Regions from separate parts of the Pan troglodytes genome. Here region 2 is linked to region 1. A link is a contact called in public Hi-C data. All regions are on one chromosome and are shown on one strand. Each heading gives the region's core, a stretch centred on a gene start, on an enhancer-like site or on the middle of the called end of the contact. The rest is flanking DNA. Distances are from core to core; before and after follow the strand shown.

Region 1 (2,834 bases), core at 220-2,719:
CTCCGGCAGGGAGGGTGAGATGGGTTTAGAAAAAACCAGCCACTTCTCCACACTAGCGTTGCTGCCAAAAGCCGAGCCACTCCTTCCCGATTCCCTGTAGCTGCATTTAAACCTATCTCAGCCCCAGATCTGTCACCCCCACCCCCGCGCGCGATGTGACCTTGGACAATGCCTCCCAATCCATCATCCAAGCCTCATTTCCCCTTCTGCAACGGGAAGGAGTGCTAAACCAGTGACCCCCAGGCTCCACGCAGTTCCAAACCGCCACAGTCGTAAGTCCTTTCGCCCCTACCCGCCGCCCGCCACCCTCGCGGCTGCAACCTCTTTCCCTCCCTTTCCGGAACAGTAACAACTTGGAGTTGTGGCTATAAATAAGCCCCAGACCGTGGGAACGCGAGAGTGAGCCAAGGCAGTAAAATGTAGCTGAATGCCTCTCACAACCACGGGCGGAAGTCTGGAAGAAATCACCGCGAGGCGAGCGGGACGCCCGCACAGGGGGACGCGGCGAGCCGCCCTCACCCGTCATCTGCGCCCGCTGCAGGTTCCGGAGGTGCTTCACTGTCATTTCCAGAATGTCCGCCTTCTCCAGCTTGGAATGCCGCGAGCTCTGCATAGGAGGAGGCAAGAAAGGAAAGTGAGCCCCGTGTCAGCTGCTTCAGAGTGCTGGGGGTCCCTCCTCCCGGCCACGGAGCGCAAGCATTATCTCTGGACCCCAGCGAATAAGGCCGGGCCCTCCCGCCTGGGAGAACGCAGTACCAGCGAGTGCCAGACCCCGCAGGGCGGGGGGTTTCACTCTTAGTAGCTGAGAAAGTGTTTGTTTTTTAATTAAAAGAGCGAGCAGCATTTCCCCACTTACATCTTTCTTCAGAGCATCCAAAATCAGTGTTTTCAGCTGGCTCAGACTTTCATTTATTCTTGCTCTTCGTCTTTTCTCCATAATAGGCTTTGATGACTGCAAATAAAAAAAAAGAGTTCTGTGTTCCCATGGAATCTGCCATCCCGGGGTTTCAAGACAGAAAGAAGCCCCCCAACCCCTACTTAATTTTGAGGGGCTGCAAAGAGATACAGGTACCGCCCTTACCTTTCTGTGCTCAGATGCTGTCTTTGGTTTATCCGGTGTCGTGTTGACACTGGCTGGGGTAGCAGCCACCGGGGACGAGGAATTTTTCTCCATTATATCAGCTGGCATTTTCCTTTTTTTTTTTTTTTTAATCTCTAGAGAATTTTATTTTTGGAGTTCTTCACGAAAAAGAATTTTTTGTTTGTGTCTCTTTTACTTGAGACTTTCACAAAACTACTGAGCAAGTGCTGAGGGTTTATTATATTTTGTGGCTACTTGGTGATCAGTAGCGCTGTTCCAGGACCAAGGAGAGAGGTAGACGGGGGATTCCGCTGTTATCAGCACCAGCTCCGGATCCTGTGTGATCCCTAGGCCCTGGCGGCCTCTATATATATCTGGGACTGCACGCGAACGGCTCGTGTGAAACTTCCCAAACTTTCTTTCCCACAGTAACTTTCAGCCAATGGGAGGAGGAGACACGCGGCACCGCTCGTGGACCGCGCCCCCCCATTGGCCGCCAGGCACAAGGTCTGGCGGCCAATGGCGCGCGCCTGAGCCCAGGGCACCGGAGGCTACAACGTCAATCAAAAGGATTTTAACCCTTTGCTACTCTCCCTCTGGGCTTTGGTTTAGAGATTTTTTTTTTCTTTCCGCTTTGGTTTTGATCTTGTCTATTTCTTTTGGAGCCAGGGTCTTTGCTCTTTATGCCCTCTCTCATATGTAACAGAGCTGCTTTGACTGTAGTAAGTTCATTTGAAACATATTTTTTTAAAGGTATAAACAATAAAGAAAAAAACAGCAGTGGTTAAAAGGGGGCGGGGGGGGGGGACGCGTGTAAGAGTGTGAGTTACCGACACATCTAAAGTTCCCGCTCAGACTTTACATTCAGGAGGGTGAAAGTGGATGGTAAAGGAAAAGGGCCAAAAAAATTTTACTGTTTCCATGCAGAAAAAGGAAAAATTGCCTTCTACCTTACAAATACAGGTTTTTCGGAGCAAGGTAGTTCTTGAATCCCTTCCCCACCCCACCCCCACCCCGTCTTTCCGAAATTCCTCTTCTGGATTTGGGGCCTTAGACCCCGGGCTTCCCCAGGAAACAATCAGAATAATTTGCAACTGGGTGGAAGGAAACGGTATTTCAAATGAAAAAATGAGCAAGGGGGGCTCCGAGGGCAATGCCTCAGGGACTCGCGCCCTCCTTCACCACCCTTTCCCTTTTCATCCGTAGGCTTTAGGTTCTGCGGCGCGTTGAGGTGGCGGGCAAGGAAGCAGCCTCTCCCTCCTCGCCCCGCGGGCGGCCTCGGCCCCCGGCGCCCGCGGGCCCTTTAAGAGCTACACCAGCCGAGCTGCAGTTTGACATCAGCCGGCCGGCGTGGGCGCGCCTGGAGCCGGAGCACGTGCCAGGATGTTTTATTGCCGCCGCGGCTGCGGCCGGGCCGGGAGGATGTGTGTGTGTGTGCGTGTGTGAGTGAGTGTGTGTGCGCGCGCCCCGGGGGCAGGGAGGCGGGGGGCGGCGACGGGCGGCGGAGAGCGGGGGCCGGTTCCTGGTCCCCGGGAGAAGCCAAGAAGGTAAATAGCAGCTGCTGTGCTCGAGCCTGGGAAAACCCCGCCCCCTGCGCCTGGCCCGGGCTCATTGGCGCGCGCTGCGTGTGGGGTGTGTGTGTGTGTGTCCGGGGCCCCCTCCTCCGGCCCCGCCGGGCCAGGAATCCGAGGGGGCGGCGGGCTGGGAGCCGAGCCCCGGCGCTTACCCTCTCTCCCCACCCCCGCCTCCCCAG
Region 2 (2,834 bases), core at 203-2,702, 130 kb before region 1:
TCCATTTACTTTCCTAGAAACATGGTTCCCTCTGTTTGCTCTGAGTAGCCCAGAGGGAGAGCGGGACAGGAGAGTACCTCGCTTCCTCTGAGAGGTGGGCAGTTCTCTCCATTAAGTAAGAGAATGAGAGGTGAGCTCCAGGCCCCCTACAGTTCCCTCCTGGGGCTCTGCTCGGGGTCATCCACTTGTCCTGCCCTCGGGTGGGCAGACACCAACTCTGTCAACCACAACGGGCCTGGCCGGGCTGCTCGTTGGGCCTCCAGGGATGCCTGAGGACAGCTCCAATCTGCAGGCCAGTGACTTACACCCTCCCTGGCCTTCATTGCTCCTCATATGTGAAATTGAATTATGAAACCAGGTCAATAAGATTTTATGAAACCCTAGTAGGGAGAGGCTGGGCGTGGTGGCTCATGCCTGTAATCCCAGCACTTTAGGAGGCCGAGGCGGGCAGATACCTGAGGTTAGGAGTTTGAGACCAGCCTGGCCAACATGTTGAAACCCTGTCTCTACAAAAATACAAAAAATTAGCCGGGCATGGTGGCGGGTGCCTGTAATCCTAGCTACTCAGGAGGCTGAGGCAGGAGAATCATTTGAACTTGGGAGGGGGATGTTGCAGTGAGCCAAGATCACACCATCGCACTCCAGCCTGGGAGAAAAAGTGAGACTCCATCTCAAAAAAAAAAAAAAAAAAAAAATAGGGAGAAGTTCTCGTGGGAGTATCATGGCCTGCGTGTTCTCACAGCTGCCTGACACCACAAGACTGAGCAACTAGGAAGGGGCACAGCGGAGGTTACTGCCCCACGGCGCAGCTGAAGAAACAGGCTCAGGGGATGAAATGACTCACCATGGTCCCACGGGTGGATGGCAGCACTGCCCAGGAACTGGAACCCAATGCTGTTTTGAGGCCAAATCAGTGCTTTTCCCATGCCCTTGAGCGGCTCAGCCTCGTTGAGGGGGAAAGGATGAGACATGCTCAGGGTGCACCCACCAAACGATGCCTCTGTGTGTGCACAGGCTGGCACGGCTCAGAGCTCAGCCTGCATGCCCACTCCCCTTGATGCTGTACTGTTTAGTTTATGAAGCCACAGGCGAGGGAGAGAGAGCAGCGTGATGGCCCCTCCTGCTGCAGCTCTCTGGCCTGGATACCAGGGATGGGGTGTGCCCACCCAGCCTGGGCCTGGAGGGGGCTGAGCCAGGGCGGCGGGTGACTGCTCGGCCATACTCCTCAGTGCCCGGAAGCCTGAGGGCACGAGGACTGGCTGTCTTCCCAGAAAACACAGATCACTGTCTGCCTGTTCTGTCCTGGAGCTCAGGCCCAGCTCTGTCCCATGACAGGATCCAGGCGGCGGGTGGCGGGTGGCAGGCCCTCCCCTCTATCCCAGGGAAGAGAGCAGGCTCCAAGGCCTGGGAGAGCCTCCAGGCCAGGGTCTCCAAGCCAGGCCTCTGGGGCCTGTCCCCAGGACCTGGGGCTCCCTGGGGGCTGCTTGTGGCTGCATTCAGTGCAGGAGGCCAGCCTCTGGAGAGCTCAAAGGAAGGACTTTGTTTTCAGGGAAGAAGACAGGGCAAGGGTCACCTCCCCCTCCTTAATGAGTGACTGGCTCCAAAATGGCTTCTCTCCAATTGGTCTTTGCCAGGGCAGGGGTGACAGAGTCTGCTCTCAAGGGGGCAGCCTGAAGACCTCTGCAGGTTCTGTTGACAGGGCAGGAGCCGTGCCTCGCCACCCCCACCCAAGCATCTGAGCTGCCCCGGGCCTCTGCACAGCTTGACTCTGATGGAGGTAGCTCCAGGATGAGACTTGCTGAACCCCGGATCCGGCCACAAAGCGCAGAGCGCCTTTTCCTCCTGTAGAGCAGCGGGGTCAGGCCTGCGGTTGGAAGGGAAGGCTGATCCTGAGGTGGGTGGAGCTTGAAGAAGCAGGATGATCCGGCAGGAAAGGAGCGAGCCAGTCAACACGCTTTTAATCAGGCACCCTGGGGCACTAGGCTCTAGCTACCCAGGGCAAAGAAATGAAGCAGTCCTCTTGTCAAGGTGGTGTCAGGCTTGTGTGAGGGGGGGAGGCGGAAAGGGGTGGGCAATGGGTGAGAAGGTGGCCATTTCTTCCTCTATGCCAGTTTTCAAAGTGGTGCCCTGGGCACGGCACGGTGGCTCACACCTGTAATCCCAGCACTTTGGGAGGCCGAGGTGGGTGGATCATCTGATGTCAGGAGCTCGACACCACCCTGGCCAACATAGTGAAACCCCGCCTCACTAAAAATACCAAAAAAAAAAAAAAAAGAGCCGGCCGTGGTGGCGGGCGCCTGTAATCCCAGCTACTCGGGAGTCTGAGGCAGGAGAATCGCTTGAACCCCGGAGGTGGAGCTTGCAGTGAGCCGAGATGGCACCATTGCACTCCAGCCTGGGCCACAAGAGTGAAGCTCCATCTCAACAAAACAAAACAAAAAACAAAAACAAAGTGGTGCCCCGGAAGAAACCTACAAGAAGTCAAATGAAAGGCCCTGCTTCCAGTCCCAGCCCTGCCACAGCCTCACGGCCAGAGACGGACTCAGTGCTCTTATCTGTGAAATGGGTGTTAGAACCGTGTCTCCTGAAAAGCCACCAAGTGTCTGGGGGATCTGGATGTGGGAGGGCTTTTTCGGCTGTGGGGGGCTTCATGGTGAGATGGAGCTGAGATCCTCTAGCAGGCCTGGTGGAGGCGCTCTGTCCTGGTGCCGGGAAGAGCTTCCTTGCCCACTAGGAGGAGCAGTCGGCACTGCCAGGGATGGATTCTCCGCGTGGCTGGATGGGAGGGCAAAGTCGGCTCGTGCTCCCCCTCTTCCCGCCCTCCCCCATCCCAG

Evidence for each region. A called contact is a pair of places that touch in the nucleus more often than the background predicts.
Region 2: a contact with region 1 is called in a Hi-C map of stem cell-derived neural progenitor cells, with 3 times the contacts expected there. The contact joins the enhancer-like site here to the promoter of HES1 in region 1. A contact is called at or near these places in 4 of 7 Hi-C or Micro-C datasets (blood, induced pluripotent stem cells and stem cell-derived neural progenitor cells).

What each region holds. Positions count from the first base shown.
Region 1 is chr2:197,318,463-197,321,296 of NHGRI_mPanTro3-v2.0_pri, reverse strand. It overlaps HES1 (hes family bHLH transcription factor 1), which reads right to left and starts at 1,469. Exons shown (of 4, transcript XM_516956.7): 1 at 1,082-1,469; 2 at 857-952; 3 at 520-607. The coding sequence starts at 1,189.
Region 2 is chr2:197,451,784-197,454,617 of NHGRI_mPanTro3-v2.0_pri, reverse strand. No RefSeq gene overlaps it. Among named protein-coding and RNA genes, the nearest start is that of CPN2, 85 kb to the left of the region's middle. Within about 2 kb of position 1,452, at least 13 of the 24 cell types and tissues checked have an H3K27ac peak or open chromatin away from gene starts, as enhancers often do. A contact at or near this core is called in induced pluripotent stem cells and stem cell-derived neural progenitor cells, where this site is marked.